Linked DNA regions of Mus musculus: regions 2 and 3 are each linked to region 1. A link is a contact called in public HiChIP or PLAC-seq data. All regions are on one chromosome and are shown on one strand. Each heading gives the region's core, a stretch centred on a gene start, on an enhancer-like site or on the middle of the called end of the contact. The rest is flanking DNA. Distances are from core to core; before and after follow the strand shown. Region 1 has its middle 24 kb from the start of Gm31522. Region 2 has its middle 15 kb from the start of Ccl1. Region 3 has its middle 25 kb from the start of Ccl8.

What was found. HiChIP or PLAC-seq counts read pairs in DNA pulled down with a chosen protein or histone mark.
Region 2: a CTCF HiChIP or PLAC-seq map of the NIH/3T3 cell line shows a contact between it and region 1, with 7 read pairs. The contact joins two enhancer-like sites. A contact is called at or near these places in 1 of 39 promoter capture datasets (embryonic stem cells), 1 of 15 datasets of contacts at CTCF or cohesin (the NIH/3T3 cell line), 4 of 484 Hi-C or Micro-C datasets (bone marrow-derived macrophages, embryonic stem cells, female germline stem cells and 1 more), 6 of 115 datasets of contacts at active chromatin or transcription factors (the 3134 cell line, the HPC-7 cell line, acute myeloid leukemia and 3 more) and 2 of 9 other capture datasets (embryonic stem cells and macrophages).
Region 3: a contact with region 1 is called in an H3K27ac HiChIP or PLAC-seq map of embryonic fibroblasts, with 15 read pairs. The contact joins two enhancer-like sites. A contact is called at or near these places in 1 of 15 datasets of contacts at CTCF or cohesin (the NIH/3T3 cell line), 1 of 484 Hi-C or Micro-C datasets (uterus) and 2 of 115 datasets of contacts at active chromatin or transcription factors (bone marrow-derived macrophages and embryonic fibroblasts).

What each region holds. Positions count from the first base shown.
Region 1 is chr11:82,008,515-82,013,287 of GRCm38.p6, forward strand. No RefSeq gene overlaps it. Among named protein-coding and RNA genes, the nearest start is that of Gm31522, 24 kb to the left of the region's middle. Within about 2 kb of position 2,702, at least 62 of the 459 cell types and tissues checked have an H3K27ac peak or open chromatin away from gene starts, as enhancers often do. A contact at or near this core is called in the NIH/3T3 cell line, embryonic fibroblasts, female germline stem cells and 1 more, where this site is marked.
Region 2 is chr11:82,192,293-82,197,065 of GRCm38.p6, forward strand. No RefSeq gene overlaps it. Among named protein-coding and RNA genes, the nearest start is that of Ccl1, 15 kb to the left of the region's middle. Within about 2 kb of position 2,834, at least 37 of the 459 cell types and tissues checked have an H3K27ac peak or open chromatin away from gene starts, as enhancers often do. A contact at or near this core is called in the NIH/3T3 cell line and female germline stem cells, where this site is marked.
Region 3 is chr11:82,137,565-82,142,337 of GRCm38.p6, forward strand. No RefSeq gene overlaps it. Among named protein-coding and RNA genes, the nearest start is that of Ccl8, 25 kb to the left of the region's middle. Within about 2 kb of position 2,092, at least 59 of the 459 cell types and tissues checked have an H3K27ac peak or open chromatin away from gene starts, as enhancers often do. A contact at or near this core is called in the NIH/3T3 cell line, embryonic fibroblasts and uterus, where this site is marked.

The DNA of each region.
Region 1 (4,773 bases), core at 1,452-3,951:
ATTGTGTGCAAGTTAAGCATTTGGGGTTTGGGCATCTTGGCTACCCAAGTCTTGACAGCAGCTGATAAAAGTCCCAAACTCAGAGGATGGTCATGAAGGTGACTTGGGAGCTGCTGTGTCCAGCACTGGTACTCTCGCATAGTAAATGCTCAATAAAACTCTGCCTAACCCATGGCTTTGTAAGTACTGGGGAGGAAGAGGAAGAGCCTGTGTCTGCTTTCTCCTCCATGGTAACCCTAGGAGCTGGCTCAGTTTCTACTGTACTGTAAGCACTGAAGAAATACACTCAACAGTGTATGGCAAGTGAACAGATGTCTTCAAAGCATCGGGCAAAGAGAAAGGGGCTGTTTCGTTCCAATTATTATTTTGTTACCCAGGTTTGGATAGCAAGATAGAGAAATAAAGAGGTGTAGGGGTGTCTTATGCTTTCCTCACTATCTCTGTGGTTAGCCTGCTACCGTTTTGCAACCCCAACAGAGGTAGGATATAACTTTCCTGCATACAAAAAAAAAATCTACTATGAATTTTTCCAAAATACTATTTCAACATCTTATTCATTCTGTTTTCCTCCTGTCACCATGACAACCTGCACCCCATAATAACTAGAAAGTGCTGCAATCTTCCCTTGATCCCCTGGAGCGGCCACTTAGGCCCTAAAAGCCTATCACCCTATACAGGTTCAATTATTAGAGGTCTGTGTCTCTTCTTGATCATCCAGAAGCTTTGAAGATCCCAAGAAGGGCTGGGCAGATGGCTCAGTCAGTAAAGTGCTTGCCTTGTAAGCATGGGGACCTGCATTTGATCCCCAGAACTCACGTTTTAGAAGGCTAGGTGTGCTGGCATACACTTGAAATCCCAGTACCTTATAGCAGGCGATGGCTTGATCAATGGGACTGGGTGGCCCGACAGCTGAACCTACATGAGGAGTTTCAGACCAGTGAGAGGCTGTGTCTCAAAATACAAGGTGGGTGGCTCTTGAGGAATAATACCTGAGGTTGACCTCTAGAGTCCACACATATGTGCACTCATATACCTGAACACACACACACACACACACACACACACACACACACAGAGAGAGAGAGAGAGAGAGAGAGAGAGAGAGAGAGAGAGAGAGAGAGAGAGAGAAAGTGAGAGAGAGAGAGAGAGAGATATTAGGATTCTTTCCTAAGGAATGCAGAAGGGTGGTCTCAGCAGAGTGTATCAACTTAGTGAAAAAGCAGGAAAAAGGAGAAATACTCTAGTCGGAATGACAAACACAGAGAAAGAGTCCCGTGACAGGAAATGGCACGTTCTATGTCACTGTCTCCTCTTCTCTCCCCAGTCCAAGGTGTCAGCCCTGCCTTCCTATTCTGCCTTTTCTGTCAGGTTGGTGGAGAGACCTGGGCTATACAGCCCCAGGGATTGCCTCTGTCACAGGGACTCTCAAACCTCAATGTGTGGATCACAGCAGAAGGTGGAATCCCCTGCCGAGTTTGCCAAAAGTGAGTCCTCCCTCCGGAGCTCTGAGTGAGACCTGATATTCTGGTTTCCCACAGGATCCTTGTAACCAAAGGTCACTGCCAGGGACCACGCTGTCTTCGAGCTAACTAGCATGCTGTCACCCTCCTGGAACATGAGGAGCCCAGGCCTCTGTGACATGCTTGTTACCATGTACTGTGCACCTACTGTGTGACAGGTGACATAAGAGGCTCTTCCAAGTGTTTATCTCCTGCTCTTTCATTCCCTGAGGTATGGGACTGTGAAGTTTAAGCTGTAACTGGGGAAGTTATGGCTAAATAAAAGCACCGCCCACCTGCACACACTAGGACATGAGTGGGCTGTTGTCCCTGTAGATTTCACTTCTGTCCTGACAGTCACATCCACAGGAAATCAGAGTGAGCTCCCACCCATCTGCCCATCACACACAGTGGCTCCCGCTGGTGGGAATTATTCAAGAAAGAGGCCACAGATCATCTGCACGGGCTATTATCAAGGACAGTTGTATTAAGGTCCATTTGTAACACAAGGTAAAATGAATGAACATGTATTGGTTCAGATCATGACTATGGTGGCCTGCTTTTCCCACCGTTGCCTTCTCCTCCAGGACACCTAGGTAAAGCAATCTCCCAGGTCCCCACAGAGGGCCACAGACAAATTCTTACCAAGTTGATGAGCATGGAAGTGCCCTGACCAGCAGAGAAGCACCAGATCAGAGCAGGTGTGTGTCCACACCCCAGTCTATCCATCATCTGTGATGAACCCAGAGAACCCCAGAAAGACTCTCAAGCCACAGCAGACCCAGCAGGCAGAGGAAGTTGAGTCCCAGAATAGCCAAGTGTAAAATAAGGAACCTCATCCCACAGACCCATTCTGGACCATGCCATAAAACCCCAACCTTTCCCATGTTCATTCACAGAAGCTGTGGGCCTGTCCAGGACAAAGGTCACCTTCCTCTGATAAAATGGAATGAGGCTTTCTGGGCAGAGTGACAATATCCACACATTTTCAAAAGTATTCAGGTAATTCCTTGATATAATAACTTGGAGTTCCACAAAAGGCACAAAGCCCCGTGAAGGCTGGAAGTGTTTGTGCATTTGGAGGGCTGTGTAAGAGCACCGAACGCTGACCACCTCCTCCCCTTCTCATGGTGCAGACAACGGGAAAGGGAGTGCACACTTTACGAGTGCTTATGGTGACATGTGCTTTCCTACAAATGGAAAGGTGAAAGTCCGGAGTGGTTCAGCCTCATCGCTTTGGATAAGGTCTTGGACGTACACGCCAAGTATGTCATCTGTCAAAGCAAGACTCAATGCTCAGCATGAAATAGGACATCTTTATCGTAGCCTTTCCCCCAAGTCTCCGGAAGCCCCATGGAGAAGAAGACAGAAAGACTGAAGCATGAGGAATTGGAAGATTGCAAAACAAAACAGAACAAAACAAACAAACAAACAAACAAACAGTTTTCTGGTCATTGTCAGACTTGCCACACATGGGAACAGGCAATGGCCGTGGCTGCCTGCTCCAGACCTGCATAAGAACAAAGCAATCAACATTGCAAGACAGCACCAGGCGGGAGGGCTTTGCCAAGCCCCACCCTTAACTAGTGGCCATTGATGACTGCTGGGGGTGGGGAGAGCCCGTGTTTTCAGGAATGTGGCCCTTGGTAATATGACCATGTCTTGGTCAATGGTCCTGCTCCTGTGCACATAGTGGAAGCACTAAATAAACCAGATAAATTTAAAGAAAAAATAATAATAAAAGAGAGAAAAGGCTACATATACTTGGGACAGAAATAGGAGGGCACTATCCCCGGTAAACTAGAAAGAAGTAGTTTTCTTCTTCACCCTCCTGAGGCCAGAAAGGGCCAGATCCTCTGTTACTAACATCTGTTTCTCTTACAATGAATTCTCAGTGCCATGAGTCATCCTTTCTCTGGAACTTCCCAAGATTCCAGATGGCTCCAGCAGAGAAAGGATAGAGGGTGGGGGAAGGATACACCCAGGCTGTCTCTGTCATCACCTCTTTAGACAATAAGAGCCGACCACGGGTCATGTAGTCCCAAGGAAACTTTGAAAACTAAGGCAGAAAAATCCCTCTTGCCATTCACCTTCTAGCCCGGAGAGTGTGACCTCTGCCCTTTCTGAAGTCAAAGGAGGTGTCATCAAAAGTCCCATTTCAGCTGACGAAGAGCAGTCTCCATCCCAACTCCCTCCGTGCTTCTGCCCAGTAGAGGGTATACTTGCCACAAAGGGCAAAACTCCAAGCAAAGCCAGTGCCAATGTCCTGAGCTCAGAGTTGCTGTTGGCATCCTTTGAAACAGATCCTATATGCCAGACAGACCCTCCAGCAGCAGGTGACACGGTGAAACACAGTTCAGTTTGAGGCCCATAGACCCTGAGCTCCTCAGTGCTGAGGACTTGGTCCTTGTCACCACTGTGTCACAAGGACATAGCAAAGACTCAGTAGAGTCTTTGGTAACTGGATGAGTGGATGCAGAGAATAAGGATTTGATGCCAAATGCTTGGTTTGCACAGTGTGTAACCCCAATGCAGCTATGAAGAATGGTCTCTGGTGTATGAGGCACATAGTAACTGAGCCTTTAGACAGAAGGGTCCAGACCCTCCATTCTTCACTGGTTGCCTGAATCATCAAGACAAATAAGCTGTATCCAATAGCCCCAAAGATCTGATTTGAGGTTAAATTTATCCCTTTGACCTCATTATTTTAAGCAGCCTCGGGCAGCTAGAATTAAATAAACCAAGCCAGACATAGAAACTCAGAAGTGGCAAAGCAGACCAACAGATGTGAGTAGTGAGCCCAACACCAAATAAAAAAAACCAAAAAAACAAAACAAAACAAAAAAAAACAAAAAAAAAACAAAAAAAAACCAAACAAAAAAAAAAAAACAGGCCTTGAAGTTTGCATCACAACGCCAGAGGAATGGAAAACACACCAGACATCCAGGATTTCAAGTGAAGCTGCATGTCTGAGCCTAGTAGGTAGCAACAAAGACACAAAATAGGCCTCTGTCCACTGATGTGTGGCCCAGCCTCTGCACCGACTCTCTTGTCTCTGCTGTTAGTAATGATAGTATTGGACTAATTAACTACCCTGGATTCTTCCTGGGCTTGAAGATCTCTTTAGCAATGGGGTTGTGTATATAGAAACTACCGAGGTATGGAGTGATTTGAATATGCATAGCCCAGGGAATGGCACTACTAGAAGGTGTGGCCTTAATGGAGTGGGTGTGGCCTTGTTGGAGGAAGTGTGTCACTGTGGGGGTGGGCTTTG
Region 2 (4,773 bases), core at 1,584-4,083, 180 kb after region 1:
CAACTCTCTCCAGATTCATTCCCAAGTCACCACATTCCATCAGTAACTTCCCATGAGCCACTGCATCATGAGAGGCCCTTTTTTGTATCTTTTGTGGTTTGATGTTGTTGTATGTTCATTTGTTTTGTTTTTAGTAAAAATACCATATATCTCAGGCTGGTCTGGAACTTTCTATGTGGCTAAAAATGACCTTGAACTTTTGATCTTCCAAATGCTGCCTCCCATTGATGAGAGCTGGAATTACAAATGGATACAAGCCTATACAGTTTACAGAGTGTTGAATGTGAACTCAGGGCTTCTAGCATGCTAGATAAACCCTATATCAACTGAGCTTCAGGGAGGATCTATCCTAAGGAAAAACTGCCATTGCAGCCTGGGCCTAGAACCAAATAGACGGGCAGCAAAGACCTCACTCCATCCACAGCCTGAAGCACAGATGCAAGTGGCTGGCAGGCTTGATGGCAAAAATGAAATGCTTATTGTTATAAACTGCTGGTGTTTTGGATTGCGTGTTACTATAGTAAAATCACACTATGTAGAAATGAATTCCTAGAAGTAGGTATTGCTATAACCAAGGTGTAAGATATAACCTAGCTTGGGCTTTGGGCCCAAGCACCAGACAGCAGATGATTTTTAGAAACTCAAGTCAAGCCTTCATCCCACCTGAAGAAAAGCCAACTCTCTCTAGATGCAATTCCAAGTCACTGAATGGCATCAGGCTTTATGACAGGTCTCCTTCCCATAAGCAACTGTGTCTGACAGGCTCCATGGGGGGCCCATTTTTTTTTTATCTATTGTGGGTTGTTGTTGTTGTATGTTTGTAAAAATAATAGTGCACTTAACATGACTCCCCAAGAGCCCCTTAGTCTCATCAGAGGTCTTAGCAAATGGAATGATTTGCTTTTGACCACTAGGTTGAGCACTAATGGCCACAACTTTGACTCTGTGCCCTAAAGCTACGTAATTTTTGTTGAGAATATTTTACAAGCTTCAAGGATAAGAAGGTGAGAAGATCACACGACCAAACCCTGTATGACCCAGCCTGTCTCGGTTTTCTATTGTCTCTCCGTTCTGCTTGCAAGAGTGCTGGTTCTTAGAACTATCTTCTTTGTGAAGTGTCTCTTATTAAGGCTAGCCACAACCAACTCACCTTCGCAACAACTGTTGTAAACCTTCTTCTCTCAAATCCACAAATTCAACCACTTTATGCCATTTTAATGTTTTGCCTTCTCACTTCTAAATGATAGAGTTTTATCAAGTCCTTCACAATGTATTGCATGCACTGTCATTTTTACAGGCCCTTCTAAAAATCACCTGCTGTCTGGTATTCAGCCCCAAAGCCAAAGTCAGGTATCCTACTCTTTGATTGCAACAATACCTACTTCTGGGCATTCGTTTCTCCACAGTGTGGTTTTGCTATAGTAACAGGCAACATAAAACAGCAGTAGTTTATAACAATAAACATTTCCTTGTCGCTGTCAAGTCTGCCGACCAATTGTATTCTCGCTTCATACGGTGAAAGGAGTCAGGTCCTTGCTGCGCATCTGTCAAGTTCCTGGACCCAGACTGCAATGGCAGATTCTGTTTAGGGTATACTCTCCCAGCAGATCGGTGAGAAAGTGGATGGGCAGAAACTTGGAATGCTTGTAAACCTTCTACCGGGACATGGCACACGCAGTGCCTGGCAGCATTCCACTAACTGTGCCCAAAGCCAGAGGCTTAGTAAAGGAAAAGCCTGAGTCATTTCAGACAAAAACTCGGCCTCCCACGGTAGAAAGGGCTCTTGCTAGGCTCAAACACTAATCCTGTTAGGACACATGTGGTAAGCACTCTCTCGTCCATGACTCGATCCAGATTAGCCTTGAAGAGAGGAACCGGATACTTAACACTTGTATCCATCTTTCCTGTTAACTCAGAACTCCTGTGTCTTGTTTAAAGATACAAGTTTGAGGTCTGGTTGCTGTGCGCATGCTCAGTTGGTCCAGTGTCTGCTAAGCACGCAGGAGGCTCTGGGCTAGGTCAGCAGCATCGCATGAACCAGCTGGGGTAGTGTCCACCTCTCATATCAGTACCCAGCGAATGTGGTCAAGAGAATCGGGAACTGAAGGTTCATTCTCTGCTCCTTTGAGAGTTTAAGCCTAGCCTTGGCTAGAGAGCCTGCCTTAAAAGAACAAAATCAAAAGCAAACACTAGGTTAAAACATTCATCTCCACATTTTAAAAATTGTCTGTTAAAGTTTTCCAACACTTTTTTTTTACACCATTAACCATATGCATGCACAGGGTGTGTGTGTGTGTGTGTGTGTGTGTGTGTGTGTGTGTGTGTGTGTGTTAATAAAAGGACCCAATTTGACTATATGGATCACCACCATTTTTCCAGGCTTTGGATGATCCCTCTGTTCCCTGAACTGATCTGAGGGACAACCCATATCCCACACCTGTAGCATTCTCACACTGCGTTCCTGCATCTCATTGGCTAGCTCATCTGCTCTGCAGCCACATCTCAGGATGAGCTAGCTAGCGCATCTGGTTTTTTCATCAAAAATGTCCTAGCTGTTTTCACTCTTTTTGGAAGTCAAAATGAGCCACCTCGGAGTCCTCCATAAAAAATCTGGAAGGTACCAACTATGCTCTAAGCAGATATTGGTTTGGTGAGTTATTGTGACCATCCCATGAAGGTAGGCAGTCTCTCTCGCCCCCTACTTCAGATGAAGAAGCCCAGGGAGACTGCTAGGGCTTCAAAGGAGCAGTTCTGGGATTCAAGTGTGACTTCAGAGCCCTTGTGGTTCCCACAACACACTGCCTGGGTTTCCAAGGGCTCAGCCAAAGGATGCTGAGTCACTCCTGCCCTTGGGCCTCACAAGAAAGTGGAGGAGGCTGTGAAAGACCTCATCAAACACTGGGGTTTCCTCTCACGCCTCTGCATGCTTCTTGTTCCCCAGCTGGGCCATGCACACCCTGCCTGGGAGGGATGGGCTGGTATGTCTGCAGAGAGCATCCTGGCACATGTCTGTCACCTTGCTGAGAGTTCCTAGTGACAGCAGGAGCCACACAGATTATAACTAAGGTAGCTCTTTCCCACTGACTGGAACAGCGAGGTACCTCTGACTTCCAGAGACGGTTCATCTTCTAAGGAGATGGTCAACTAGAAAAACCCCTTCCCCACCCCAGCATGTGTGTGCAAGTGAATACAGGTGACTGCAGGCACTATGGCATCTGGACTGTTCCTTTCCCTGCCATTGCCTCCTTTCCTTCCTAACACATCTTCTTACCACTCCGCTCCTGGATGGATGGGGCCACCGATAAATGACCTGTCAGCCCATGCTGATGCTCTGAGCTCTGCTTATTTGAGAACTGAGGGTTCTGCGTGTGCAGAGTTGCTATGAGCAACAAGATCACATCGGTGGACCAGAAGATGCCAATGCTATGCCAACAGCCAGGGCAGCTCCTGGGAATCAGGAAAAAATACAAGCTGTTGACCTTGGGTCCAACTGAGTCATGAACCTGGGATCAGGAATCCATCATCTCTTCATAAACTCTTCCTACAGCACCTGTCTATTCCTTTTTTCCTAAACTTTGAGATCACCTGTATAGTCCCGTGCACTGAGTTCTCGATGAATAGTAACTATTTGGGGGCTAAAGAGCACAGCAATAATTCATTGGGAAACAAGTCCAGAATCTTAGCTTCCAGGAGAAGATCTTGTTTCTGGAAACATGCCATCCTCAGTGGGGAAGATGAGGAAATAGGAATTATCTGTAGGTATTCTACACTGGCGTTTAGATGAATGACTGTGTGAGGCTCTGGACTGCCACACAGGGGCCGTTGTGTACTTTGTCATTAAGATTTACAGACAGGGGCCTAGAAGATAGCTCAAGTGTTAAACTACCTGCCATGCAAGCATGAGGACCTAAGCTCAAATCATCAGCACCCATATAAACAGCCAGGCATTGTGGCATGTGTGTGTAACCCAGATCTCAGGGGATGCTAGAGACAGATGGGTCTCTGGGGCCCATTAGACAGCCTTACTGAAGCAATGAGCAATGGTTTCAGTGCCAGACTCTGTCTCAAAACATAAGGTAGGGAGCAATCAAAGAAAGACACTTGAAGTCCATCTCTGACTTCCACAATATCTTCTCTCTCTCTCTCTCTTTCTCACTCACTCTCTCTCTCTCTCACACACACACACAGTCTGGTTGGCTGAGTCTGAAAAGCTCAAAATGTCAAGGGGACACATTATAGTAGATGTCAATGCAACTCTTCACACTCTGGTGGTTCTCGCTCCATGACTCGTAGGTAGGGCAGACTGTAGTATAGTGAGCAAGCTGCCTTGGGTTCAACTTACCTTTGATATTGCATATTGCCTTTGGAGTCGAAATTTTTTTCATGGTAACATGAAGGAAAATGCAAATGGCAAATCAGCAATTGTGACAGCCCTTCAGAGAAGCAGTTCTCACCTGCCACTGCCTCTCTCTTTGTAGGAGCATCTTTATGCTGTCCCCATCATCCCGAACTGATTCCTGTGCTCTTTTTATCCTCTGCTGTATTGTAAATGTTTTCTGTGATGCTCCTTAATTTCCATAATTGCCATGGTGATGACTGAAAAGATATTTCATCAAACAGGGCTGACAAAATCTAATTATAGATACTTAGTTGGTTGTTTAGATGCTGGGTATTAGGTATTTATGCGTCTAATTATAGACATTTAGCCAGTTATTTCCAAATAACGCTGTTATGACTACTTTTCCCAAGCCTCATTTTCTACATGTGATGGTT
Region 3 (4,773 bases), core at 842-3,341, 130 kb after region 1:
AGGCTTTCAGAATCAGAGAAGTCAGATCTGTACAGCTCAGCACTGCTGTAAGATGACTGCCCTGTGGACAAGACTCTGACCTCACCTCTTCCCTTCATTGACAAACAAAGAAAGGCCTTAATGGCCCCCAGGAAAGCAAGAGAGCCAGGATGACTCCCAGGAAGAGTAGTGAGTGGCCATCAAGTAGCTGGCCTCCTTTCCACTTCAGAGAAACAATGACAAGACATACCACATGTGACCAATTGGACATTGCTAAGGAAGATCTGTCAAGCTTTAAAATGTTTTGCCAATTCTGGTGTGTTGGTTAATTTATGTTAACTTGACACGAACTAGGGGTATCTGAGAAAGAGGGATCTTAATTGAGGGATTGCATCTATCAAATTGACCTGTAGGTAGGTTTCTAGGGCCGTTTTCTTGATTAATTATTGAAGTGAGAGGCCCATACCACTGGGGATCATGACACCCCTAGGTAGGAGGTCATGGGTTCTGTTTTTTTTTTTTTTTTTTTAAAAAAAGAGCTAGCTAAGAAAACACTGGAGACCAAGCCATTAAGCACTGTTCTTCCTTGGCCTCTGCTTCAGTTTCTGCCTCAAGGTTTCTGCCTTGAATTCTTCCCCTGGATTCCCTTAATGATGGACTGTTACCTGAAAGTGTAATAGGAAATAAGCCCTTTCTGCCCTCAGTATTTTATCACAGCAGGAGAGAAGCCAACTCAAATATCTGGACACTGCAGATATGTAGAGATTGCCAACAAAAGATAGAGTAGAACTAGAAAAGAAGTCTCTCTGTTGTTTTTAAACTCATAAAAATGTCTGCTAGAAGTGAGTTTTTATAATGGTGTCATTGGATCGCCTCTAGAGACACTCCACCTTGTGCAGTGTTTTGGAGCACCAAGACCAGAATGCAGATGAGGAGGTCCCTTGCCAAGCTGACCACATGGAGATATCTTTAATACAACTGGTGTGTGTGTGTGTGTGCATTTTATTCCTTTTTATTGTCTATAGAGTTGACAATGTTAAATGCTTTTTTAACATGTTTAGATTTTCTAGATGTTCTGAGATGGATGCCTTACATATTATACAAGAAGAAATAGTAAAAGAAATCCTGTGTGTGTGTGTGTGTGTGTGTGTGTGTGTGTGTGTGTGTGTGTTCCTTTTTTTAAAAATTTCTATGAAATGTCATTTTTCAGGGAGGGAGTAGTCAAACCTGTCCTGGCTTATTTTGCCTGGGCTCTGGCTCCCAGGAGAAGGCACAGCAGAGCACTAAGCACTCATGAACCCCTGGCCCATTTTTTTCTTACTTCACTGTATATATAGTGTTTATAAAGGGCACAGGAATCCCCCACTGAAAGCAGCTGCTCACTTTGCTTACTAAAGAGTCTACACACAACAAAAACAGTAAATTAATACATTTTATATACGTGGCATTAGCATTCTAAGGAAAGACTGATTTCTGAACATTTTGAACATTTTAGCCCACTGGGGTGGTAGAGAACAGAAGGATTCCGGCTCAGGATACACATATTTTATGACATTTTCAATTTATTACCGTCATTACACATGCGCATTTTACTTCCAACTGCCATGTACATGCTGTGCCGACTGAGTCCTTGCTGGATGGAGAGGCAGTAAAATGTCACTTTGGTAGCAATTTTTTTTGCTAAAGTCCATATGAAATACTGTCTTTGGGAAATGGCACTATGAAACATTGCCCAGGAGCTGAGTGGTCCTCTCCTGCTCATTCAGCTATGGGGGACAGCATGGCAAAAGCAAAGTCCTGCTGGGCTTACTCTTGGACCCTCGGATGCTGGCTCCCTGGATGTTTAGCACATTTTGCCTTGCCGTGCGTGTAAGTAAATACAGTGGACAAATAGGTCCATGCCTTGTTAAAGCAGTTGCCAGGAGATAAAGCCGCTAGTGAAGCTAGCGCATTTTATACACTTCATGTTGAAATTCATAGGAATGCTTGTTTCTGCAAATGGTATTTTGATGCAACATTGTTGAATCATTTCTGAGCATGTGGTAGGCCTGTGCTTGTCCACTGATTTGAAGACTGAGAGAAAGCAGGAAGCAGGGGAAGGAGTGGTCACATTTGGCAGACATCTGACATTGCAACAGTTGCTACACATGTGGTTTAATTCACCGCCGCTGTGTATATAGGGAAAAGGTTTTTACATGAAATCGCCTGTCTTTCCAGACATTTAAACATGATTAATGCGTCTGAAAGTAGAAGCAGCAGAATGATCCCTTGTGTAAACAGATTTTTAAGCTCCGGAAATCCAGTGTGTGGGAATGGATTTGTTAGACTGCCTCTGAGAGCAAAGGGGGCTGTCTGTGCTTCGTATTGGGCTGAGGAAGAGGGAGGCACAGAGACTGTAAATGATTTTGCTACGATGTATCAGGAAAGCTTAGTCATCTGGATGTATTGTACACATCCTAGAAAAATGAGTCCTCATATTTATTATATGTAGACTCTAGCTATTAAAGAGGAAGCTGGTGTGTGGCAAAAGTCAAGTTAGAAAGTTAGCATCTTTTCTATGCTTTGTGTTCAAATTTGTAGGAAGGCCCTCTTCTAAAGTGGGAACTTTGGAAAGGAAACTGCAACATCGTCAGCTAAGTAAGTGCACATATCACATATGACAGAGATGATGAGGAAATGGAGAACTGATGGGTGATAGACCAGAGCATTTTCACTGGAAGACACCTACAGATGTGCCCATTGGGGTGGGGGGAGGGGGGTCTGTGGACATATCACATATGACAGAGATGATGAGGAAATGGAGAACTGATGGGTGATAGGCCAGAGCATTTTCACTGGAAGACACCTACAGATATGCCCATTGGGGTGTGTGTGTGTGGGTCTATGGGTCTGTGGGTCTGTGGGTGTTAAATCCAACAGTATTGTATATCCAGTAGACAAACCTAAGTCCTAATTTGAAACATCTCATCTTTACAGATGTTTAGAGGTATACAAAGTGCATTGAAAAGGGGGGAAATAGCATGATTTGTAGATGCCATACTGTCTGTCAGAAAGTGATGAAATCCCCTGTCTTTGAAGTACCCATCATATTTGTGCTGGTTCTGGGAGGAGCAGGGAGAGCTACACATGGCTTTCAACCAGCATGCTTTAGTAAAGCAATACTGACCATTATCCCTCACAGCTGCATTTTGTATATATGTTACTAATATGTGTATCCTGATGAGTGGGCAAGCTCAGATGCACAGCATTGAGTCTTTCTAGGTGCCAAAAGGGTTACTGGTATAGGATAAAAGTAATTAGAAATTAAGATACTGGGTACCCTATGTATAATGTTCACAGAGGAAGCTGTTCTTAAGTGATGTAAAAAGTGAAGTGCTTCACAGCCCCTCAGAACATCACAGTTGCATAAGCTTGACCCTGGTGTTGACAAGGATAGGAAGGGTTCCAGATGAAATGCGACTATTTGGAGGACATTTGCCTATTCTAGCCTTTGTCCAACATGTACAGGGTTTTTGACAGTGCTATGTGCATACCAGGCAACTCAAGTCCTTGCTGGAAACATCTACGAGGCAACAGACCTTTGGATACTGCAACATCATGCTGACATTTACAAAGTCCACCTCTGAGAACTGCACAATCAGGTTTTATAAAATAGAAAACAAGACAAACAAAAAGGGTAATGGTTTAATTGAGTCAGTTAAAGACGTTTTGGTGGCTCTCACACCTTTAATCACAGCACTAAGGAGGGAGAGGCAGGAAGATATCTGTGAGTTCGAGGCCAGCCTGGTCAGTTTCAGGACAACCATGGCTACACAGAGAATCCCTGTCTTGAAAAATCAAATACATACGTAGATACATACATAGATACATACATACATACATAAAGGGTGTTTGGTTGGGCTACATTCATAGCTATTCTTGACTACACATAATGTCCTCAGTTGCACGTGCCTCATAGTCCTTATAGATGTTTACAAAAGAAATCCACAAATGGAATCTGGAGAGGTGCTCAGAGGTTAAGAGTTCTTGCTCTCCTTGAAGAGAGCCTGAGTTTTAACTTTCAGCACTGTCATCCAGTGGCTCACAGTAGCCTGTAGCTCCAGCTTCAGGGAATCCAATAACCTCTGCATAACCCCACACTCAAGGACACAGACAAATACATGGATGCATAATTAAAAATAAAAACATTTTAAAATATAAAAACATATAAAAGTACATAAGTACAAAAGAGGCTAACATAACACCCTCAAAGGATTTCTTCTCTTCTTTGTCCTTTAGGAGGAATGGCCTCATCTGAGGAGTTTTAAACTGGACATCTTAGAAGCAGGGCTGACAGAGCAATTTGACAACAAAAGGAGATCAAGGGGATACAAATTGGAAAAGAGGAAGTCAAAATATCACTTTTTGCAGATGATATGATAGTATATATAAGTGACCTCAAAAATTCCACCAGAGAACTCCTAAACCTGATAAACAGCTTCGGTGAAGTAGCTGGATATAAAATAAACTCAAACAAGTCAATGGCCTTTCTCTATACAAAGAATAAACAGGCTGAGAAAGAAATTAGGGAAACAACACCCTTCTCAATAGTCCCAAATAATATAAAATATCTCGGCGTGACTCTAACTAAGGAAGTGAAAGATCTGTATGATAAAAACTTCAAGTCTCTGAAGAAAGAAATTAAAGAAGATCTCAGAAGATGGAAGTATCTCCCATGCTCATGGATTGGCAGGATCAACATTGTAAAAATGGCTATCTTGCCAAAAGCAATCTACAGATTCAATGCAATCCCCA